2 separate regions of the Mus musculus genome follow, and region 1 is linked to region 2. A link is a contact called in public Hi-C data. All regions are on one chromosome and are shown on one strand. Each heading gives the region's core, a stretch centred on a gene start, on an enhancer-like site or on the middle of the called end of the contact. The rest is flanking DNA. Distances are from core to core; before and after follow the strand shown.

The links. A called contact is a pair of places that touch in the nucleus more often than the background predicts.
Region 1: a contact with region 2 is called in a Hi-C map of cerebellum, with 1.8 times the contacts expected there. The contact joins the promoter of Agt here to the enhancer-like site in region 2. A contact is called at or near these places in 5 of 39 promoter capture datasets (the 3T3-L1 cell line, embryonic stem cells, hippocampal neurons and 2 more), 1 of 15 datasets of contacts at CTCF or cohesin (embryonic stem cells), 9 of 484 Hi-C or Micro-C datasets (bone marrow-derived macrophages, cerebellar granule neurons, cerebellum and 3 more), 1 of 115 datasets of contacts at active chromatin or transcription factors (double positive thymocytes) and 2 of 9 other capture datasets (adipose tissue and embryonic stem cells).

What each region holds. Positions count from the first base shown.
Region 1 is chr8:124,565,964-124,571,503 of GRCm38.p6, reverse strand. It overlaps Agt (angiotensinogen (serpin peptidase inhibitor, clade A, member 8)), which reads left to right and starts at 1,798. Exons shown (of 5, transcript NM_007428.4): 1 at 1,798-1,828.
Region 2 is chr8:124,372,542-124,377,920 of GRCm38.p6, reverse strand. It overlaps Pgbd5 (piggyBac transposable element derived 5), which reads left to right. Exons shown (of 7, transcript NM_171824.2): 4 at 1,631-1,811; 5 at 3,478-3,675. Among named protein-coding and RNA genes, the nearest start is that of Pgbd5, 59 kb to the left of the region's middle. Within about 2 kb of position 2,575, at least 31 of the 459 cell types and tissues checked have an H3K27ac peak or open chromatin away from gene starts, as enhancers often do. A contact at or near this core is called in cerebellar granule neurons, cerebellum and cerebral cortex, where this site is marked.

The DNA.
Region 1 (5,540 bases), core at 549-3,048, 190 kb before region 2:
CTGGGGAACACAAGACAAAGGATAATCCTACTTGTGGATGGATGCAAGGCTAAGGGAAATTCCTGGTCATAAAGAGGTTGGGAAGACACCGTGGAGGAATGGGAAAGACTTAGTGTGAGCTAGCACATGCTTGTGTGGCGAGGGAAGCCAGCCATGGAGACCCTAGGATGCAGACGGAGGAAGCTCTGCATCTCTCTCACACTCTTTCCTAGATAGTGAAGGAACAGGGGGCCGTGGGGGGGGGACTTCAGGCCAGTCAGTTAACCCCCTCAGAGCAGGCGGAGTCTATACAGCCAGCCTGGCCCAAGAGCCCTGTTGTCTGACTTGCCGCTGCAGGGGTACTTGCTCCAGGTGGAGTAACTGAGCCTGTTCTCCGTGTGGACTGGGATGGACTGATGACCAGCCAGTAAAGACTGCCACAGAGGAGGCTTGTGCTCAGACAGCCTTAGTAGCAAGGGTTAACCACGCTCAGTAGCCTTCATCTACTGGACATCTCACAGAGGACAAAAAAGATGTTCAGTGAGCTGAAGAATCCAGTCTTCTGGTCTCAGAGCCCGAGAGGAAAGATCTTTCTATCACTATATTCATGAGCTCTACTCTTGTGTCCTCAGCACAGGGCTCCCTGCTGAACCCCAAAGCTACTAAGGCATCCACACACTCCTCGGGGAAATCTGTGCACCACTGGCCTTTCCTAAGCTCTTACTCCCTGCATACCCCTTGGGCTGCTGGCATCCTCTTCCTTAATCCCGAGTGCAGACCGTCACTCTACAGCCCTGCCTCCTACAGCTGGTCTCCCACTGAGATCTCTGGTAGTTATTTTATGTCTGTGCCCAGAGAAGGTTGCTCTTCAGAGCCCATCTCAAACACCATCAAGTCCTGCATGGTGCATCTGTCTTCTAAGCCAGCGACTGCTCTGCCCACTCTCTCTTTCCACCTCTACTCTCCCATGCCACTTTTAGGTGAAGGCAGGTTGTGCCTGTGTCCACATGGCCAAGAGATTGCTTGAAGTTGTGGATGCGATGCAAGCTAGTCGCCACCCATGGTAGCCTGCAGGTGGGACTGTCTGCCAGGCCTACTCCTGCTGTCTTCTCAGATCCCACCCTTCCCTGGTGTCCACCAGTCTCATCCCTTAAACTTTCACAACCATTCTCCACCCTCAAGGGAGGCGCTCCAAAACCTCCAACCTCCAAAACTGCTGCTTTCCGTCCATGAGCCCAGAACATTTTGTTTCAATATGGCTCTACCACAGTCAGAATTTCCCAGCCTAATCAGGTGTGCTAGAAGTTCCGGAAGGCGCTTCCTACTGGTGATGTGTGTCCTCAGCCCACTGGAAGCCCCTGTACAGAACAGGCAACTAACGTAACTACAAATGTCCAAGGTCGTCCACCCTGAGAGCAGCTGGTGACGTGAGGTTCAGCTCCTGCAAGTGAGCCCCCTTCCTGGCATGCCCAGAGAGGCTTACGAGTGCATCACGAGGGGGCTTTCATCCCAAGGTCTGCATGGCTGGCTTCAGGTTGTCACAACCCACTCAATCCTGTGACTGTGGTCCTGGCTCCAGGGAACTGGGGTAAATGTGTAACCCAAGGCCAGCCTATTTTTGCATGAGGCTCATCTGCCAGTAGGGCTTCCTGGAAGGGGCCCAGAGGAACATCACCCTGGCCCTGATCCATCTTGGTCAAGCCTGGATTCTCATGGTTCCCTGATCTGGGTCCTCCCCCAGCCTCTGTACAGAGTAGCCCAGGAATAGATCCATCTCCACCCCTTGAGTATAAATAAGCCTGCTTGGCTCACCAGGGGATAGCTGTGCTTGTCTAGGTTGGCGCTGAAGGTAAGCAGAGCACTCTTGTCTTGGTTCTTTCATGGGATCTGGCCAGGCAGGAGCTGAGCTGTGGGTGGGAAGAGGAGGCCGGGACTGGGCAGAGACACTGGGAAGGGCTGGATGGCATTTTTTCTGGAGTGAGAAGTCTGTGGTAGCAGGCGCTTCAGGAGATGTGAGCACTGACTGCTTCTCCTATTCCGAAAGGCTAGATGTCCAGGTAAACTGTCCCCTGTGGGTCACCAAACTGGGCTCACTGGGAACTGATGGTCTTTCATTAGGGGATGGCCAGGTCCTTTTGCCTCCTGTGAGTCCAGATGGGTCCTCAAAAGCAGAGAGACTCTCACAGGGTCAGCACTAGGGTGGCCAAGTCCCCTGGACCTCCTCCAGCCTGAAGGGAGAACAAGGCTTCATTGTTCAGACTGCAAGAAGCAGGAAGGGACAAGTCACGTGACATCTCTATCCAGGCTCAATGCTGTGGTCTGTGTCTTGTGGCTCCTCACCATGTCCTGTAGGGCCTCAACTTACCCCTCTGTGAACAGGCTTCATCACAGTTCTGAGGTTCTCTAGGGCTGGGGATAAGTTAGGAGCATCCAGTAACATGGAAGTACTTTGAAAAGTTAGCTCCTTCTTTATTCTTAGTGTGGTGTGTGTGTGTGTGCCGTGTTGTGTATGTGCATATTATTTATTTATTTACTTCTGGTTTCTGAGACAGGGTTTCTCTGTTGTAGTCTTTGCTGTCCTAGAACTCACTCTGTAAAGCGTGCAGGCCTCAGATTCAGAGATATGTCTGCCCCTTTTTTTTTTTTTTTTTTTGGAAGACAGGGTCTTACTGTGTAGCTCTGGTTGTCCTAGAACTCACTAAATTCTGTCTGCCTCAACCTCTTGATTGTATCACCATACCCAGCCCAAGGTATATATGTATTTATGTGAATGTGACATATGTGTGTATGACGTGTGTATTTATGTACATATGTATGTATGTATGTATGTATGTATGTATGTATGTATGTATGTATGTGTATATATGAAGTGTAGGGGAGGAGCATGGAGACATAGGAGCCATGAACACAGATAGAGACTAGAGGAGGATACCAGGTGTCCTGCCAGCTACTGTCCTCCTTAGTCCCTTGAGACAGGGTCCCTTCCTGAAGCTGGGGCTAGACTGGCAGCCAGGAAGCCCTGGAGATCATCCTGTCTCCTCGCTCCACCTCTCTGGAGTTAGGGGAGTATGTGGTTGTGACTGGTCTTTCACAAGGGGTCAGGGGACGAGAACCCGGATTTTCATATTTATGCAACAACGTGTTCTTGCGTGCTGAACCTGCCCTAGGCTCCTCAGTTCCTTATTTCTTTTAAGAGGCAATATGTGTCATGTCTAGATGCCACTCATGGATTCAAGTGTTAGGGCTGAGTCCCAGCTGTGTGACCTGGTGCAGGTCACAAGACTTGTCTGTTCCTGTACAAATGGCACTGATGATTCTACAGCTATCCCTGGATGACCTTAGGAAGGTGGGCTAACCTGTGGCACTCAGGTACCTGTGGGAGGCAGACCAGTGGGGCACATAGTAAATACATCGATACAGGATATAGGGTGCTTCTGGTGGCTATGAGGTACAGAGGAGGTGAGAGAGAGGTGTGGGGAGCCTGAGGTAGACTTTGAGTGGTGAAGATGAACTATTGACAGAAGACAGCACTGGAATGCACCCTGATAATGACAGGACAGGCAACATAGCCCTGAGAAGCCACAAGACAGGGACACAGAGAGGCAGCTGGTGGGGAGGGAATAGAAGTGTGTGTGTGGGGGTGAGATCTCCTATGTCCTCAAGATTTGCTGCAATCACACTTAGGGTGAACTTGACTGACAGCAGCTTACAGCTAAGAACAAACAGTCACTTGTGCCTAAGGACAGTAGTGACGCGTTTCCTGGGACAGCAGCCATGGCACTACCTTCTGGACAGAGGCCGTTCATAGGAACAGCAGTCTAGGAAACATTGTGTTCACCCCCACAGCTCATCCAGTGGCCTGGGCACCTGAGGCAGGTCCTGACCCTACTGTGTTGGATTATAAAGCAAGGAAAGGCCAGTGAGTACAGGCAGAGCTCTCTACTCTGCTTTCCCAAACCTCTAAACTTTCTTTAAGAATGATGGGTGAAGCCAGATGTGTGTGTCAAAAGGATGAAGCACTAGACAGTCAGAAGCCAAAGGTTCTCAGACCAGTGGGATGACCAGAGCAGAGCAAAGAGCACCTTGTCTGTCTGTGGAGGATATTCTATGTGCAGCCTCGGCAAGCACGGGAATATGGGAGTCCAGGGTGACCTTGGAGCTTTGCAACTCCATAGTGACATTCTGAGATCATTAACTTATGAAGAGAAAGGTTTGTCTTGGCTCATGGTACTGGAATTGCAGGTCAAATTCAGGTAGACTGTTGCTCGGGACTTCTGGGGTGTTGGCTGACAATGGCAATGACATCTGGTAAAACGAGCTGCTTCCAATGTAGCTAGGAAGCAAAAGCAACGAAGAAGGAAAGACACAGGTCCTGCGACCCCTCTTAATGGCATGCCCCCAGTGGCCTTGGGCCCCCACTAGGACCTACACCTTAAATGTCTGCAGCACCTTCAACAGAACAATACGGACATTAAGATCCTCACCTAGGGACCTTGCAGGTGGTTTGGTGGAGGGTTGTACATGGAAAGGTGAAGCAGCAGAAAGGAAGGGTCAAGGTGACCTCAGTCAGGGTTGAGGTGCCAAGGCTCACAGTGGTGGCCACAGTGAGGTAAGGGGTTGGAAGCCACATGCCAGGCTGGTTCCTATAGAAGCAAGCGCACATGGTCTGCTTGGTCAGAACTGAAGGATGGATAGAACTCACCTTCCCACACTAGGACCAGAGGAATAAGAGGTAGGCTTTGCAGAGTCAGCTCAGGAGCCTTCCTCTGGGATCCAAGGCTAAGTCTATGTACTGTGGGTGGTATCTGAGGCTGGGAAAGGCTATCCAGCTCAATGGACCACCCCATCCCCTGGTCCATGACTGGCCAGAGCCCCAAGCCCTTCCTGTACCTCATAGCCATCTGGGTGAATCAATTCCTTGCCTTACCATAGACCACTGAAACCAACCGTGGGTGAGCAGGCTGGGCAGATGAACCAATTATAGAGTCTTCTTTAGCTGCTGTGTGGGATCCAGCCTGCCTGGAGCATATCTGAAGGACCTGGGCTTGGGCAAGGCCTTTGGCTCTCAATTATGGCTGCAGGCTAGGATCTCATGGACACTAAAATCAACCCTAGGGCACACCCACGTGGGTACAAAGGCTCCACAAAACCCAGTGGGCCATCCACATGTCCTCCAGGAATAAACTCTTAGCCTTTGTCACTTGTATGCCTGGTTCTACCAGGACTGTGCCACAGCCTAGTATGATAGATAACAAGAGAACCTCCAGAAACCCAAAGCAAGGCATGGTCAGAGCCAAGTTCTCCTGGGGCCTCTCTCTGCCTTTGTCTTGCAAATTCCCTCCTCTCCCTGTGACTCTAATAGATTTCTCTTCCTGTACCCTGATATCCTCGTGTGTGTGTGTGTGTGTGTGTGTGTGTGTGTGTGTGTGTGTGTGTGCGCATATGTGTGTTCTCATGTGTATAGTGACTGGATGACAACCTTTCATGTCGTGTCAAAATGGTGTTCATCTCCTTTGAGACAGGCTAGAGAGAACCCTAGGGAGTCAAGCCCCAGGAATCTA
Region 2 (5,379 bases), core at 1,326-3,825:
CACAATCTGCAGTAATAGCCCTTTGAGTATGTAGCCGACATATCTATATAAACCATGCTGGCTGAAGCTAGAGGATAGAGACATGGACAGCCCTCGTGGCTCCCAGAGAGTGATGGACACACACTGCCCTGCAACCTAATTGCCCCAGGAGCTTCTTGAGCACTGCATAGAAACAGACCAGCTGATGCTCTGACTTCAGTCTTGTGGGGCCTGAACACAGGAGCCACATGCGCCATGCGCAGGCTCCCATCGTATAGTGTGGGAGGTCAACAGGTATGCCTGAGGTAAATGCAATAATTTAAAAAATCCCTGTAGAACAATGTTTCTGAAGCTGAGTGTGTTTGTGTATAGAATCAAATAACATGGGCTGGAGAGATGGCTCAGTGGTTAAGAGCACCGACTGCTCTTCTGAAGGTCCTGAGTTCAAGTCCCAGCAACCACATGGTGGCTCACAACCATCCGTAATGAGATCTGACGCCCTCTTCTGGTGCATCTGAAGACAGCTACAGTGTACTTACATATAATAATAAATCTTAAAAACAAAAAAACAAAAAACAAACAAACAAAAGAATCAAATAACATGTTCAGCTACATATCACAGAAGACCCATGCAGGCCAGACTCACCAGCTTCCCAACCATTGCTAAACCCAGAGGCTTTGTTGTCCGGCACCACTTCCCAGTGAAGGAAGTATCTATCCCCCATTCTGTTGAAGACTTTGTTGCTAAGTCACATCCCTGTACATTGACCTGAACACAGAGTTGGGCTTTTGTATTCTTAAGGACACCGGTGCTTGGTAGGTGAGCTGCCAAACTCATCAGACAGGATGGGACCTGACATAGTAGCTGGGTCTTCCATGTGCTCCTTCTGGGAGTTTCTCAGAGAGCACCGTTGGTGCATATCAGATGACACCAATGTGAGCTCGCTGTGCAGAACAGGACAGGCCTAGGAATGTGACAGGCACTGCTGGGTATCTGTCTATGTAAGTATGAACATTCCCCGGAACTTCTACTCTCCTTAGGAGAGACTATCGGCGCCCTACCTGCAGGTCTGGTCTGCCCCTGAATCCATTGTCCTTCCCACATACACGTGTTTGGTGGCAATTGTGAAGCTGGTATGGCCTGTATGTTAGGAACTGCTTACCAAGCCTAGCATGGCCTCTTTGCTTCTGGCCCTTAGAGTGTGTCTGACTTCTATTGCATCTCTGGTGCAGTGAGACAGACGAGGGCTGCCTTACCTGTCTTTGGGTTGACTAGTCATTTTGTCCCATGGGTGATACCCACTAGGCATGCAAGAGCATGCCTAGCCCTTGAGGTGCCCTTCGATTCTATTTGTGTGAGTGCGCATGTGCGCGCGCGTGTGCGGACTTAGGAACAGGTTTGCATCAAATTTGACTGCCAGTTTTCCCATCACTAACTGCTCCTCTCCCGCTCATACTCTCACGGACAGAAGCCTCCCGGCTAAACCATGAGCTGCTCAGGTTTTGGGTAGCCGTGGTGGTGACCTAGGACATTGCGAGGCTCATGACATAGTGGGGTGAGGCGGTTTCCTCTGACCCCATGTTTCCTGCGGTCTCGGGCTGTGGTCCTTGTTGCCCTTGGCACTCTGACCCCTCTGCCTTTCTGTTCAAGATCTACGTCCACCTAAAGGAAGGTGGTGGCCCAGATGGCCTGGACGCTCTGAAGAACAAGCCACAGCTGCACAGCATGGTGGCCCGGAGCCTGTGCCGGAACGCGGCCGGAAAGAACTATATCATCTTTACAGGGCCCAGCATCACCAGCCTCAATCTGTTCGAAGAATTTGAGAAGCAAGGTTTGTCCAGCGGCCGTCCTGGCATGGCCGGCTCCTGGGGGGTGGGCAGTGGCCAAAGAATGAGGAGGGTAGGAACAGCGGCTAGCACAGATTGCTCACAGCGTCTCAGCTGCCCTGTGTGTCTGGGTTCTGGTGTTTTCGTGGTGTGTGAGTCCTGGGCTCGCTGTCAGGTGACAGCAGTGGCACAGAGCCCTGCCAGTCTTCTGGGCATTCCTTTGTGTGTACTTTGCTGTGTGGTTCTGGCCATAAATGGCCTGGAGGAAAAGCCTCTCATAAAAAAGGGTCTAGAAAGTAGCAGAGTCATCCTCCGTAGCTGGTGAGTCTCCTTCCCATCTGGCAGAGACCCGTGTGGCCAGGGATGATCCTTCAGGCCTCAGAAAGGTCCTGGGCTCCTGGAGCAAGAGGCTGGCTGTTCTTTGCAGACTGGATCAGCCTCCCTTGACTTTGGGAGATGCTGGATGTAAAAAGCAGAGACCTAAATGCCAAGCTATGCTGGGGACAGCTGAGAAAGCATCACTCATAGACAGAAGCTACTAGAATTGAGACATTTTGCTCTGTAACACAGTGGATATCAGGCCTTAAAACTGAACCCTCTTGTATTGACCCAGCTTACATCCTGGGCCTGGGAAGCCTGGTTGAAGTGCGGGAACAGGCTGCCCCAGCTAGCCAGCATTGCAGTCTAGGTAAGAATAGCCCTCTGCACTGGGTGGTGCCGGCAGACTCAGCCCATCTGTGGCAAGAACCTGGCAGGAGATCAGACAGAGGACGGAAGGGAAGCTGCAGGACATGTGACACAGCTGCTTTGGAGGAGGTCTGGCCCTCCATGAAGCACAGTGGGGAGTTGGCCTGCTGTCTGAGACCTATGGTCTGCGGAGGCATGTCCATAGAAGTGTAACCCTTGATGGTGTGTGCATATGTACGCGAGGGTCCACCTTTTGATTTGCTCTCAGCACTGGGAGTTGGAGTATGTGCTCGTGTGTGTGTGTGTGTGTGTGTGTGTTTCCAGTCTTAGATCTATAGAGCCGCATGAGTGTTGGACACGGCCTGGGCCTCTGGGGCACCTTTCCCCAGGAGGATTTAGGAGAGTTGCTTCTGAGATCCCCAGGGAAAGGCATTCCCTGGCTCAGCAAGCTAGGAGCTGGGTGGAGGAGGGTAACTGGATATGGAATTTTGCCTTTTCTGAGGCTAGGCAATATAGAAATGATATCACTATGAATTTTTAGAAGCATCTAGAGCCATTGAGTTCTTCACAGTGGAATGCCACATGTCGTGTCTTCAGTGACAAGAGCCCCAAGAGCTGATGGGCGTGTCCATCCCGAGGTCTCTGGCTGTGTTGTTGGGCACAGCCATACCATCCTTATCACCGCAGCTATTTACCGGTGGGCCATTCCTAATGTACATGTGACACCTTAGCAAATTCCATTTATGGACACAGATAGGATGCTTTGCCCCACAGGGCCAATGAAGAGCCCCGTTGATAAGGGCCATATTGTTGCATTAATCCATTGCTTGCATTAGTTATGGCCTCAGTGACCTTCAGGTGTGCTCTTATAGAGGGGTGGGGAAAGGCCTCAGCAGCTGCCTCTGAGGGTTCGCCCTCCTTCCCCGATTGTGGGTGGGGCACCCTGACAGTGGGTCATGTGAGAGTTTGCATCTTTCCTTCCAGGGATCTACTGCTGTGGCCTCCTCAGCTCTAGGAAGAGTGACTGCACAGGTCTCCCTCCATCCATGTTGACCAACCCTGCCACCCCACTCGCCCGGGGCCAGCACCAGATCAGGACAAAGGGCAACATGTCACTGATCTGCTGGTACAACAAGGGGCACTTCCGCTTCCTGACCAACGCCTACTCCCCTGTGCAGAAAGGTGAGTGTACAGGAAGGGGGGCACCCAGGGCACAAGCATGGAGGGCCCTCATGCGGTCTGTGTCCCTCATAGTTGTGCTATCCTGGGAAGGGGCAGGTAGGAGCTGCACGAAGCTCTTAGCTTGCCTTGATTGGCAGGTGGCTTGGTCTCATCATCCTGTTGGGGTGTGATAGCTCTGTTTTTTGGGCATGGTAATAGGCTATGCTGTGGGTGGAGTTTGTGGATCATTTTATCAGCTCTGACTCCTGGAAGCAAAGCGCCTGTGTGATCCTGGCTGCCAGGCAGCTTGCTGTTGCCCTTGCTAATTTTCCAGGGATTTAAAATTGACTCAGAGTAGAGGGACTTAATTAGCCCAGAGTCTGTATTTAAAGAAACTGACAGCTAAGACCTTGTTAAACTGCTGAGACAAAAATTGAGAGGATCGCAAAGGAATCTGCAGACACTTCCAAAGCGGTGTGCACATGAACGGCTTGCATTCCTATGTGCATACTGGGTGTGTGACATGCATGCTCCTGGGGTGTACCATGTGTGCGGTGTGTGTGTGTGTAGTGTATAGTGTATACACATACCATGTGTTTATCATGTGTGTGTTTATATATATGTGTGTATATATGTATATATACCACTACGTATTGTGTGTGTGTTTGTGTGTGTGTATAGTGTATATACATACCATATGTGTTTATATGTGTGTGTGTAGTATATATACATATCATGTGTTTTATATATATATATATATGCATACACATGTGTATATATGAATATATATACCACTATATAGTGTGTGTATACACATACCATATGTGTGTTTATATGTGTTTATATGTGTTTATATGTATGTGTGTGTGTATATATATATATATATACACACTGCTATATAGTATGTGTATATGTGTACATATATATATATACATATATATATATATATATATATATATATATAGTGTGTACACATACCATGTGTTGTGTGTTTGTATGTCTCTGTGTGTGTGTATATATATATATATATATATATATATATATACTGCTATATAGTATGTGTGTGTGTGTATATATATATATTGCTATATAGTATGTGTGTGTGTATATATATATATATATAGTATACACATACCATGTGTGTGTTTATATATATATGTATGTGTGTGTATATGTGTATATATACCACTATATACTATGTGTGTGTATATACACACACACACACATATATATGTGTGTATATATATATATATACATATATATATATATATAGTGTATACACATACCATGTGTGTATTTATATATGTGTGTGATACATGTATATATACACTATATAGTGTATATATATATTATGTGTTTATATATGTGTATATATGTATATATACCACTACATATACTACACACACACACACACACACACACGATAGATAGATAGATAGATAGATAGATAGATAGATAGATAGATAGACAGACAGACAGACAGACAGACAGTATATGTATGGTCATGTTACATGTGTGGTCTACATGTGCTTCTGTGGTACAGTGTACGTATGTATTTATGTTCTCCACATGGTGTATGCCTCTGTAGTCTGACATAAAGCTAGCCAGCACAGTGGGAAGCCCTAACTATGTCCGGGTGCCTGTGGACACCTTTGTTCCTGTGGCCTGCAGAGGGGATCCAGACAGTGCACAAGCAGGCCAGAGGACAGACGTCAGACAGTAGCC